Regions from separate parts of the Mus musculus genome. Here region 1 is linked to region 2. A link is a contact called in public promoter capture Hi-C data. All regions are on one chromosome and are shown on one strand. The core of a region is the stretch at or near the end of the contact, and the rest is flanking DNA. Distances in the headings are between cores, read along the strand shown.

What was found. Capture Hi-C pulls out chosen DNA fragments and counts their contacts.
Region 1: a promoter capture Hi-C map of adipose tissue shows a contact between it and region 2. The contact joins the promoter of Lrrc39 here to the promoter of Slc35a3 in region 2. A contact is called at or near these places in 6 of 115 datasets of contacts at active chromatin or transcription factors (bone marrow-derived macrophages, embryonic stem cells, microglia and 1 more) and 3 of 9 other capture datasets (adipose tissue, liver and pancreatic islet).

Annotation. Positions count from the first base shown.
Region 1 is chr3:116,559,778-116,566,772 of GRCm38.p6, reverse strand. Lrrc39 (leucine rich repeat containing 39) reads right to left here and starts at 3,790. Exons shown (of 9, transcript NM_175413.4): 1 at 3,650-3,790; 2 at 853-1,043. The coding sequence starts at 965. It also overlaps the pseudogene Gm9761.
Region 2 is chr3:116,708,307-116,715,013 of GRCm38.p6, reverse strand. Slc35a3 (solute carrier family 35 (UDP-N-acetylglucosamine (UDP-GlcNAc) transporter), member 3) reads left to right here and starts at 2,734. Exons shown (of 8, transcript NM_144902.4): 1 at 2,734-2,931.

The DNA.
Region 1 (6,995 bases), core at 2,541-5,040, 150 kb after region 2:
ATTTTTACCTCCTGGTCACAGGTAGCAGGCAGAGAGGAGGGACGGGGGGAGGGGGGGAGAGGGGAGAGGGGAGAAGGAAGAGGGGAGAGGGAGGTAGAAGGAAGGGGGAGGAGGAGGGGATAGAAGGAGGAAGACTGGGCCTAGCATTGGCTTTTGAAACCTCAAAGTGACCCACCTTTTCCAGCAAGGCCACACCTACTCTATCAAGGCCACACCTCTAAATCCTTCCCAAACAGTTCCATTATAACTGAGAACCACTCATTCAAACATAGGAGCCTCTGGGAGCCATTCTCATTCAAATCACCACACCCTCTAAACAGTTTTTCATGTACCAGGGTTCAACTCTGCAGCACTCACATGGTAGTTCATTATCATCTATAATTCCAGTCCCGGGGGCTCTAACACCCTCTTCTGGCCTCTGCGGGCTCTGCATGCAAGAGGTACACAGACATACATGCAGGCAAAACAACCACACATATAAGAATAATAATGAGAAAAAAAAATAAAGACTCTTTTATGGGTTGGAGAGATGGCTCAGTAGTCAAGAGCACTTGATTGTCTTCCAGATGGCCTGAATTCAGTTCCCAGCACCCACAGGGCAGCTCACAACTGTCTGCAACTTCAGTTCTAGCAGATCCAGTGCCCTCTTCTGGTCTCTATGGGTACCTGCACAAATATGGATAGACTTACATGCATACACTCATATACATAAAATAAAACTACTTAAAGAAGAATATCTTGTGTTTTCAGCACATAAAAAACCTGTCAAATTCAATGAGGCTCTTACTAAATGGTCGTTTTCAAATCTGAGCTTATGGGTTTTCTCTAATCTAAAACAACGTCACAGCATACTTATGCTGAAATTCCTTCTCCCGCTTCACGTCTTCATGGTGTTTCTTTATTCTTTCTTCCCAGACTTCCTTTACAGCACTGACGGCCCCGGTACAAACCGCACTTTCTGTCATGATTTTCCCACATTGTAGTCAAGTCATCTACTTCATTACGTTCTGAAGAGCTGAGTCACAGGACACCTCAGTAAAGACCTAAGTATACCAGACAGGGGAAAGACATCATGTTTCAGAATATTAATGATTGATAACAATCATGAGAGGTGATGTTTGCGTCCAGCTATTCCACATATATTTGCATGCCATATCTTATTTTATTATTTTACTTATTTATTTATTTATTTATTTATTTATTTTGGCTTTTTGAGACAGATTTTTCTGTACAGCCTTGGCTATCCTGGAACCTACTCTGTAGTCCAGGCTGGCCTCGAACTCCACTCCACCTGCCTCTGCCACTCAAGTGCTGGGATTGAAGGTGTGTGCCCCCACAGCCCATACCTTATTTTAAACCCATGTAAACTATGATGTGAGTATTTTTGTTGCCTTTAGTATTCATATGAGGAAGCTAACCCTCAAGGGAGCACACATGGTTGGAACAGGAACTGCTGTCCAATCCGCTTCCTTTGTTACCATGTCGTCCATGATAATGAAAACCTGCAACCAGACTTGCATCCAGCTATGGGAAAGTAATTAAGCTACGATACATTAGGCAAGTCTGGGGCCCTCAAGATGGCTCCACAGGTAAAGGTGGTTGCCACCAGCCTGACAGCATGCAGAGGCCCCAGGCCCCAGCTGTGTCTACAACATAAGGCTTCCTACAAGGAAATCAATTAAGCCTGGTTTTGTTTTGTTTTAAGATGGCTGGAGAGACAGCTCCATAACTAAGAGCGTTTGCTCCTCTCCTGGGGACTGAGGCTTGGTTCCCAGCATCCATATCCTGACGTTCCCACTGCCTATCTCCAGTTCATGGGGATCTGATGCCTTCTCCTGACCTCCAAAGGCATCCACACACATGTGGTATACAATTTCACAGAAATACATATGTGGTATACAATTCCACAGAAATGCACACAGAAATACATCTGTGGTATACAATTCCACAGCAATGTACACAGGAATACCTATGTTTTAGAAATAACAAAGTAAGTAGATAACTGTTTTGCATTTTTATGAGAAAGAGTAGGAGAACTTTTAGGAAACAGGAGACGGCTTGTGCAGAAGACAGAGAGTACAGTAGCAGAGGCCACAGGAAATGTGGCTGTGACCAGCGTGTGCTCCACGTGTGCATCACGATGTTGTGGAGAAACCCGTTGTTTGCATCTAACATTTAATAAGAAGGAAGAAAAAGAGGCAACCAAGTAAAACCAGCAAGGTAGGAAAAGCCCAGGAAATCCAAATGGCAAAAACAAAACAAAACAAAACAAAACAAAACAAAACAAAACAAAAACCCACAGACTGTACTTAGCCTTAAGATTCTATAGATTAAACCATAGTAAACTATCTATACATACCTCATCAAAATGGCCAATTGTACTAGACTGACTCTACCAACTATTGGTGAAAGTTTGGGTGAGAGGATTCCCCCAGTGCTTTGCATTGGTGGAACTGTGAGTTGGTTGTAACTACTTTCAAAGAGCATAGGTGATATACGAGGTATAGACATTCCTGCTCACTATGAACAAGTGTCCCCCAACAATGATTTTTCAAAATAGTATAATAATTAGTAATAATAATAATAAAATGAATGCATCATGGAATTTTGCTTTTTCATGGATACCTTCATTTGGCCCAGGACGTTTGGCTAATCATGTCTAAATTGTAGAATTAGAATTAAAATTATTTGAGGCTCATGGAGGCAGTCAGAAAAGGAACCCGAAAAGAGCTGTCAGAAGAAAACTTTGGGTTGCTTTGTCATCTACAATATGCAGAGTATTACTTAGAGAGGGATGTGAGCAGAGTGCGCGGAGCCCACAGACAGGAGCTGAGTGTGAGATCTTTCTGCAGTCAAGAGACCTTGGGATCAGGCATAATAGTATATGTCTGTTGATGGGCTGATGCAGGAGGATGGTACGTTTGAGAGCAGCTTAGGTACACCACAACACCTTACCAAAATAGGAAAGAAGGAAGGAAGGAAGGAAGGATAAAAAAGGAAAGAAAGGAAGTCAGGAAAGAATGGACAAATAAGAGAAGAGAGTGGGAGGTGGAAGGAGGAGCCTTGAAGAACATGTACTGGGGACCTTACTGCCTGGACATGTCACCTAGAATTTATTGTATCAGATGTTAATAAAGCTGATGTATGTACTAAATACTTTCAACCATATACAATTAAAATATTTCATGAATGCAAGCTATCTCCGTATTGCATTATCTTTATATAAACTCTCATTTGTTAACTTATTTCATTGCTTGACATTAAATATTGGTCATCTCTAATACTAATTTCCTTAACATGACAGATTTGCTTCAGAAAAAAAACAAGTTTGTAACAAGGCATTTCTGCATCTAGCTCCTTTGTGAAGGAAAGGCACACAGCACAGCAGCGAGCTAAGTGTGTCAATGACACGGTGGGGCAGCTGCTTTCAAAAGTTAAACAACTGAAGAAACACAACCTTAAACTCTAACTTTCAGGAAGCCTATCTCCTGTGTCCCAGAGGACGACGGCTAGGTAAGTGACCACAGCCCCCTTACAAGGCTCAGAAGTTATATCTGTGATCAGCTGATAAACTTTTTCAGTGAGATCGTCACCTGTAATTTCTTTAAGCAGAAGGAACGGAGGAAAATTGTTTCGGAAAAGCACTTACCATAGGGGGTTGCTGCAGCCAACATGCCCAGAGCTCCCTGATTCTCAGCTAGAATCAGATCCAAGGTGATTTTTTTTTCCCCCAGTGTGGCTCCAAATGACTAAAACTCTGTCGGGCTGTGACCAAGTGAAAAGTCATGTCAGCCTACTTCTAATTTTAGCTCCTGGACAAGGCTGAGAATAGCAAGAGTCACGTGGGGCTTCTGTGCAAAGGTTCAACTGATAATGTACGTGAGTGCGTTCCTACAGACACCAGGGAAGTCTCTGATAATGTACGTGAGTGTGTTCCTACAGACACCAGGGAAGTCTCTGATAATGTATGTGAGTGTGTTCCTACAGAAACCAGGGAAGTCTCTGATAATGTACATGAGTGTGTTCCTACAAACACCAGGAAAGTCTCTGGGAGAACCATTTCTTTTTAAATTAATTTAAATTTTTTAACTGTGTGTGTGTGGGGGGGGTGTTTTGTGTGCATGTATGGCTGTGTGCCACATGCATGCAGTGCCCTGCAGGCCAGAAGAACTTGTTGGGTCTCCTGGAACTGGAGTGATGGATGGTTGTGTGCTATCACATGGATGCTGGGAAATGACCCTGGGTCTCCTGCAGGAGCAAGTGCTCTTAAGCACTGCACCATCTCTCCGGCCTCTTGGAGGGAGAACAATTTCTAAGTGCCAGAAAAGAATTCTTTCTAAAAGTCCGTCCACTTTTCATGACTTACAGATCTTACATACTTAACAGAACATAGTGGATCTGTTGGAAGCAAAGCAACTTCAAAATACACTGATGTGCAACAGGACAAAGCCCCTCACTACCTTGAAGTAAAAGCCCCAGTGCTTCAGATGAATGAATAGGGAAGGTGTGGCGAGGAACCGCAATTTGTGCTGCACCTAAGCTTCAGTTTCAGGGAGAAATGGTTGACTGAAGCCCTGTCCAGTCCACCTCCTTCTGCTATCAGGTACACTCTCAAGCCTAGGACTTCAGACTTAATTAACTTTCCATTTTTAACTCTCAGCTCCCACAGACAGGACCTAATTCCATGTTCTTAAGAATTATACATACAGCCAGGTGGTAGTGGAACACACTTTTAATTCCGGCACTCCAGGGAAGCAGACACAGGCAGATCTCTTTGAGTTTGAGACCAGCCTGGTCTACAGAGCTAGTTCTAGGACAGCCAAAGCTACACAGAGAAACAGTGTCTTGAAACCTCTCACACCAAAAAAGACAATTATACTCTTAGCTTTTAAAAATCTGTACACATCTGTACACAGATAAAATATAAGAGGTAAAACTGAAAGACCTCCGAAGGGAGTCCCTCACTCAAGTCTCGGGATAATAGTGGACCCCCAAGAACTCATGAGAGACCAAACTTGATGCAAACCACAGGAGGCTTTATTCGGGAAAACCAGAGCTCTGGGGACGACTCATATCTCACGCAGGGGTAGAGGAGTCAACCCCGAGGGGACAGGGGTCCCAGGTTTTATAGGCCCTCAGGGGGGAAAGGAGAAGGGGGAGAGTAGGGGATTTCCAGATCTAAACAATGTCTATTCTAAAATGATTGATTCCTCAAGAAATGGGTATGGGGGCCATTTCGTGACGCCGCGGGACCGAGAATCTGTAGGAGCAGAGCCAGAGGGAAGCGGGTGGGCCTGTCGGAGCGTTAGGATTTGAGCTTGGGCCTTTTGAACCCAGGATCTCGAAATGCATCGTGATTCCTGTCCCTTGGATTGTAAGGTTTATGTAGGTAATCTTGGAAATAATGGAAACAAGACTGAATTAGAACGGGCTTTTGGCTATTATGGACCACTCAGAAGTGTGTGGGTTGCTCGAAACCCTCCTGGCTTTGCTTTCGTCGAATTTGAGGATCCCCGAGATGCTGCTGATGCTGTCCGGGAACTAGATGGAAGAACACTGTGTGGCTGCCGTGTAAGAGTGGAACTGTCGAATGATGAAAAGAGAAGTCGGAATCGTGGGCCGCCTCCCTCTTGGGGTCGTCGTCCTCGAGATGATTACCGCAGGAGGAGTCCTCCACCTCGGCGCAGATCCCCAAGAAGGAGAAGCTTTTCCCGAAGCCGGAGCAGGTCACTTTCTAGAGATAGGAGAAGAGAAAGGTCTCTGTCTCGTGAGAGAAATCACAAGCCGTCTCGATCCTTCTCTAGGTCTCGTAGCTGATCTAGGTCAAATGAAAGGAAATAGAAGATCAGTTTGCAAAAGTGGTGTACAGGAAATAACTTCATCTGACAGGAGTATGTACAGGAAATTAAAGTTTTGTTTGAGACTTCATAAGCTTGGTGCATTTTTAAGATGGTTTAGCTGTTTAAATTTGTTTTGTCTCTTGGAACAGTGACACACAAAACAATGTAATTCTCTATGGTTTTCAGATGGATCATAAGAGGCACGTGATATCAAGAATTGTTACTTTACAATGTTCCCTTAAGCAAGATTTAATTTTCTTTGAATTTTAGTTTTTCATAGACTGAAATAAACCTAGGTCCTGCCCAAAAAAAAAAAAAAAAAAAAAAAAAAAGAAATGGGTATGGGAGGGAAACAAGGAAAGAGTCTAATGAAGGTGCAGCAACTACGGATTGGCCCCGACTGTGGTTGCTGGGGAGATTTTCCGACTCTATCCCAGCAACCAATATAGCAACCAATATCATAAACACCTGGCAGTGAGGTGCAGCAGTGGGCACACACCTGGGTTCAAGGAACGGTCAGAACATTGGCAGACACACGGGTTCAAGGAGCAGCCAGAGCATTGTGCACCTCTATTTTTCTAAATCAGTGAAGCTATTTCTACTGACAATGAAATCTATTTTGCCAGTTGCAGGGCTTCTGTGACCTTTTACACTCTGTCAGGATCTTTCAAAACTATCTAATTTTTATGTTATGTCTACACACAGACGCATACACAATGCTTTAGTGCTGTGCTAGAACACAGGATCTTGCCGTATGCTTGATATGCACTCTACCACTGAGCCACACCCACAGCTCTTCAGAACTCTATAATATCATGTTCTGTTAGCATATATTGTTTCTACAAAAATAATGGGTTTCATCGAGTTTTCTCCATAAAGACCAACCTAGTCTACATGAGACCCTGGAGACAGAGACAGAGAGACTGAGATATTTATCCCCAGATTGTTTTCTGAGGGCTATCCTAAAGCACACTTCCTACCAGAGAATAAGTGTTTCCATATTGTCTTCAACACTTACCTTCCATCTGATCCTCCTGCATCAGCCGGGGTGCTAGGGCTAAGGGCATGCTGGGTTTTACATGGTGATTCCATGCAATCTGGGCAAGCACCGTCAACTGAGCTACATCCCAGACCTTCCCCGTATGTTGAATGAGG
Region 2 (6,707 bases), core at 1,485-3,984:
GCAAAACCACCGTCCCTGGTACCAACTTTTGTCTTAGTTACGATTTTATTGCTGTGAAGAGACACAATGACCAAGGCAACTCTTTTAAGGGACAATATTTAAGGGCTGGTTTAGTCTCAGAGGTTCTATCTACTATCATCATGGCAGGAAGCACGGCAGTGTCCAGGAAGACCTGGTGCTGGAGAAGGAGCAGGGAGCTCTGTATCTTGATCCAGTTTCAGACAGGGGGGAATGTCTGTCTTACACTAGGTGTAGCTTGAGAGTATATATTACCTTAAAGCCCACCCCCATCATTCCACCTCTATTTTTTTTTAAATCACTTTAAAATTTCCTAAAGAGTAAGAGGAAAAAAAATCTTCCTTTTTTCTAACCTATGTATTTGTGACACTGAGCATAGTGGTATCTACCTGTGATTCCAGCAGTCAAGAGGTTAAGGCCAGGGTGAACCATACATTTATAACCAATCTGGGCTAGATAGCAAGATTCAGGGCAGACTGGACTATATAAGGAGACCTCGTCTTTAAAACCAAATTAAACAACAGAAAAGAACTTATGTCCATTTCATATTTTTCCTGCTTATATATTTTAAATGTTCCCTTTCCTTTACAATCATACATTTATGGAGTATCGACTGTTTTCTGGGTATCAGTATACACATACACCAAAGATACACACACACACACACACACACACACACAAACAATTCACAATAGTGCCAAGGTGTAATTAGCATGTACAAGGATATTAAGTGTTTCGTTTTATTTAAAAAAAAGAGAGAGAAAAAAAGAGCCAAGATATGTTTGTAGAGCCAGGAATAGTAAGGTGTGGGAGGGGTGCCTTGGTGGGCTCATGCTGAGGCATCCCCTCCCCACACCCTCCAAAGACCAGCCATACGACAGATATGGTATAGAATTGAGTTTATTTATAGAGACATGGGAAGGGGAGTTGAGTAGAGACAGAGAGAGGGGGAGGAAGAGAGGAGGAGGGGGAGGGGAAGAGGAGGGAGAGGAGAGAGGAGAGGAGAGGCTGGCTAGGAACAGAAGAGAGTGGGGGGAGGAGGAAGGGGAGAGCAGAGAAAGGGATCAGAGAGAGAAAAAGGCAGAAAGAGTAAGAGAGTGAGGAGGGACTAGCCAGGTCTACCTGGAGATAGTCAGGTTGGGCAGAGCTTAGAAGGAATGCCAACAGAGTTTCTTTTTTAAAAAATGGAGAAAGGGTTCAGTGGGAAGTATATGAGGTACAAAGGCCTAGGGTCAATTGGCAATAATTGGGGGGGGGGGGGTTGGTAGGGAGGAAAAAGGGGATAGAAAGCAGATTTGAGTGCTCTAGCTTTTGATCCTAGCTAGCACAGAGAGGCTGAGACAGGATGGTTGCTAAGAGATCGAGACCTTCAATGCCAGCCTGGAGCCATCCTGAGCTACAATGTGAGACCCCGTCAAAAAAAAAAAAAAAGTAAGAAGTATAAGAAGTATTGTATTTGTTACTTTCTTTTTGCCTGAGAAAGCCACTTAGAGGGAGGACTTATTAGTCCTCCCTGAAACATCATCGTTTCAGATGTTTTGGTTCATGGTGACTAGGTTTCATTGCCTCTGGGTCTCTGGTTGGAACTTATGTACTGGGGCAGTTATTTACCAAAAAAAGCATACAGGCTGCAAAGAGAGCTAGAGGAAAGGCTAGGTTAAGACACACCCTCAGCGACCCACTTCTTCCAAATAGGCTTGTGCCACCATTTACACCATCTCCTAATAATACCTTCAAAGATTTAATACATCAGTGGCTTAGGTCAGAGGTTCACTATCCATTCACTTCCCCCAACATCAAAGTCCATTAGCTGGCAACCAAACCTTTACCACATGATGAATCTTTGGGGGACGTTTTAGGTTCGGACCCTAGCAAATATCAAGATCTAATCCACATTCCATCCCCCAGAAGTTTTCTGAAGGTCGGATTACACAAACATTTAAGCGAGGCATCATGTGCTAACAGTCATTTAATTTTATTTTTCTCCGTTGTTTTCTAACGATGCTTCCCTAATGGATGGTTTTAATCATTTGCCACGCAAAGAAGCGTAAGCTTAATTCTAGGAGCATTGTTTTAACAGGGAAGGGATAAATCTGCTGTATCCGATGATCAATCCGGACCCAGAATATTACATTTCAGCCTGTCCACAGCCAGCAATGGCTACAGTGGTTGGGAACTTTTGGAAATACATTAGCAGACTGAAACGTAATATGCATGAGATTCTTGCAGACAGGAAGAGGTAAATTGCTCTCTTTCTCTCTTCACCTTTCCCCTGGTTAGTGACACTAAGCCCATTCTGCGTTCCTGACACTCTTCCAGGTCTCCCAGGGTGGGGGACAGGGATCATTCCTAACCGAACCAGCTGGCTCCTAGACTAAGGTTGGTAACCTGCACCAGGTATAATCTTGTTTTCAACTCACTGGTGGTCATTTTCAGGAGCCAAGATCCGCCTCCCGGTTCTCATCAGAGTTCTTTGATCCAAAGGACTTTGTCCCCTTCCTTAAGTGACAGATCATCCCGCCACTTTCTGCCGCAGGACTGTGGGGAGAGAGACACCTTCCTATCAAACTCTCCGGCGACCGTGAGACTGTCACGGGAGCTGCGCGAGGAGCAGCCGCGGTTGGGGTCGCCTCAGGGACGCGTCCCGCAAGCGCGAAGCTGGGGCCCCCGGAGCCGAACAGGGAACGGCGTTTGCCGGGGCCGAGGCGGAAGCCGGATCCTTTGGCGGACCGGACCGCGGGAACCCGGAAACGCCTGGGCCTCACCGAAGCGGTCCGGGCCACAGAGCCGGCGGGAGCCGGCGGTGCTGCGGGTCAGCGGACGCGGCGGAGCCGACGGGCTCGGCAGCCTGGGTCTCCCGGCGTCGCGGAGCCCGGGGCTCCAGTGCGGGCAGCTGGCCGAGCCGCACGGCGGGTGAGCGGAGGGCGCTGGGGGAAGCTGGCGGGACGCCGAGGCCGGGCTGGGAGGGCGCGGGGCGGTTGAGGCCACCGGGACCACAGCGGACGGCTGCAGCCCTAGTTTATGAGGAGTAGATGAATGGGCGCCTTGTACCTCCGGCCTGGACGTGCCGAAACGTTCTGGGTGGAGGAGGAAAAGGTCGGGAGGGGAGGGGTGTGGCAGGCAGTGTGCCTGCAAGCTCCAGACTGGCGGGCCAAGTGCCTTGGGGGCCAGGCTGGCGGCCTGTCCTTCCGCGGTCATTTCGGGAGCTCCGGCTCAGCCTGTGACCCCGGGCTAGGGACGAGTCTGCTCGGTGAGAAAGGACGGTGTAGTCAAGAAGCTGCAGGGACTTGGAGAGATGGAAAGGGTGCCCGTGGTAAGTCTAGACCGAAGGCGATGGGTGTCCATCAGTGTGTGTGGCGAGAGTTTGCAGGGGTTCTAAGTATTGAAGAGTGGGGAGCTTAGTGAACATTTTATTTAAGCTAACTCAAGTTTCTGCTAGTTCAGATTAATTAAGGGATATTAAACGAAGTAATGGGTTTTAACTGTAGCAAGGCACTTATAGGAGTGTGCCCTTTATTATATCCTATTAAACGCAATATTTGAAGATGGCACCTGAGTTGAGTCTTTGTAGACACTTATTTTGGTAGTTACAGGTAATGTTTGGTTGTTTCTCACGTCTTCATTCCGTTGCTACTAACTCAAGTTGCTTGCTTTCAAATGAATGACTCCTACGTTTATGCGTCTGACTAACTTCCCTCCCTTTAAATTTTTTCCTACCGCATCTGCCCTTATTTTCTGGTCACTTTCAGGTGCACCATACCAATAGCTTCCAAAACGGAACTTGCAGCTTTAAGTCTTTCTGCCTTGGAACTACGCCTGACCTGATAGCACACGCATGAGCAGGGCCCCCTCTCTTCTCTGTCTCACTATCTCCTGGTTCTCTTCATCCACCCACACACCCCCACTCCTGCCCCCTCTTCACTGTGTGTGGCTGTGCTGGGCAGTGAACCCCGTGGGAATTGACGGAGCACTCTGTCACTGAGCTGTAATTTTAGTTCTTTGCAATCGCTTTTTGAAGCTGGAGATTTAATGCCACTCTCTGACAGTTCTCTCAGAAATACTCAGCGACAATTTACTTAGTTAGTGGTTCTAGGGATGGAACATAGGTCATACTGAAGGCTAGGTAAGTGCTTAGCTACTGTGGAGTATCCATAACCAAGAATAGATTTTAAATAATTTAGGTAGCCATTAAAAACCCTTCAAAATGTAAACCACTCCATGATACAAGTTAATGTAATCCTTTCATTCTTTTTTAAAAATAGTTTTATTTCTAAGCTAGACATTCTTTTTAAAAAAGTAACTTTACCCAACATATTGAAATGTTTTTAAGATAACCATAGGATTTTTTATTTATATATTTTTAATTTTTATTGGATGCTTTATTTACATTTTAAATGTTATCGCTTTTCCTGGTTTCCTCTCTGGAAACTCCCTATCCCTTCTCCCCCTCCCCCTGCTTCTGTGAGGGTGCTTCCCCACCCTCCTTCCCACTCCTGGCATTTCCCCTACACTGGGGCATCAAGCCTTTACAGGACCAAGGGCCTCTCCTCCCATTGATGCGGGACAAGACCATCCTCTGCTACATATGCAGCTGAAGCCATGAGTCCCTCCATGTGTACTCTTTGGATGGTGGTTTAGCCCCTGGGAGCTCTGGGGGTTGGGGTTCTGGTTGGTTGATACTGTTGTTCTTCCTATGAGGTTGCAAATCCCTCAGTTACTTCAGTCCTTTCTCAAATTCCTCCATTAGGGACCCGTGCTCAGTCCAGTGGTTGGCTGAGAGCATATGCCTCTGTATTTGTCAGGCTCTGGCAGAGCCTCTCAGCTATATCAGGCTCCTGTCAGCAAGTACTTCTTGGTATCTACCATAGTGTCTGAGTTTGGTGTCTGTATATGGGATGGAGCCCCAGGTGGGGCAGTCTCTGAATGACCTTTCCTTCAGTCTCGGTTCTACACTTTGTCTCCGTATTTCTCCCATGAGTAATTTGTTCCCCTTCTAAGGACTGAAGCATCCACAATTTGGTCTTCCTTCTTCTTGAGCTCCATGTGGTCTGTGAATTGTATCTTGGGTATTCTGAGCTTTTGGCTAACATCCACTTATCAGTGAGTGCACATCATGTGTGTTCTTTTATGACTGGGTTACCTTACTCAAAATGATAATTTCTAGTTCCATCCATTTGCCTAAGAATTTCATGAACTCAATGTTTTTAATAGCTAAGTAGTACTCCATTGTGTAAATGTACCACATTTTCCGTATCCATTCCTCTGTTGAAGGACATCTAGTTTCTTTCCAGCTTCTGGATGTTATAAATAAGGCTGCTATGAACATAGTGGAGCATGTGTCCTTGTTATATGTTGGAGAATTTTCTGTGTATATGCCCAGGAGTGGTATAGCTAGGTACTCAGGTAGTACTATGTACAGTTTTCTGAGGAACCTCCAGACTGATTTCCAAAGTGGTTATACCAACTTGAAATCCCACCAGTAATGGAGGAGTGTTCTTCTTTCTCTACATCCTTGCCAGCATCTGCTGTCACCTGAGTTTTTATTCTTAGACATTCTGACTGGTGTGAGGTAGAATTTCAGGGTTGTTTTGATTTGCATTTCCCTGATGATTAAGGATGCTGAACATTTTTTCAGGTGCTTCTCAGTCATTCGGTATTCCTCAGGTGAGAATTCTTTGTTTAGCTCTGTATTCCATTTTTAATAGGGTTATTTGGTTTTATGGAGTCTAACTTCTTGAGTTCTTTGTATATATTGAATATTAGCCCTCTATCGGATGTAGGATTGGTAAAGACATTTTCCCAATCTGTTGGTTGCCATTTTATCCTATTGACAGTGTCCTTTGCCTTACAGTAGGTTTGCAATTTTATGAGGTCCCATTTGTAGACTCTTGTTCTTAGAGCATAAGTCATTGGTGTTCTGTTCAGGAAAATTTCGCCTGTTCCTGTGTGTTTGAGGCTTTTCCCACTTCCTCTTCTATTAGTTTCAGTGTATCTGGTTTTATGTGGAGGTCCTTGATCCACTTGGACTTGAGCTTTGTACAGGGAGATAAGAATGGATCAATTTGCATTCTTCTACATGTTGGCCACCAGTTGAACTAGCATCATTTGTTGAAAATTATGTCTTTTTTCCACTGGATGGTTTTAGCTTCTTTGTCAAAGATCAAGTGACTATAGGTGTGTGGGTTTATTTCTGGGTCTTCAGTTCTATTCCATTGATCTGCATGTCTGTCTCTGTACCAATACCATACAATTTTTATCACTATTGTTCTGTAATACATCTTGAGGTCAGGGATGGTGATTACCTGAGAATATTGTTATTATATAATAATATTATTGTTGAGAATAGTTTTCGATATTCTGGGTGTTTTGTTACTCCAAATGAGTTTGCAAATTGCTCTTTCTAACTCTATGAAGAATTGAGTTGGAATTTTGATGGGGATTGCATTGAATCTGTAGATTGCTTTCTGTGAGATGGCCATTTTTACTATATTAATCCTGCCAATCCATGAGCATAGGAGATCTTTCCATCTTCTGAGATCTTCTCCAATTTCTTTCTTCAGAGACTTGAAGTTCTTGTCATATAGATCTTTCACTTGCTTTATTAGAGTCACACCAAGGTATTTTATATAGGGTTTCACATCATAGTCCTCCAGGCTGACCTGGAACTTAATAAGTAGTCCAGGATAGCC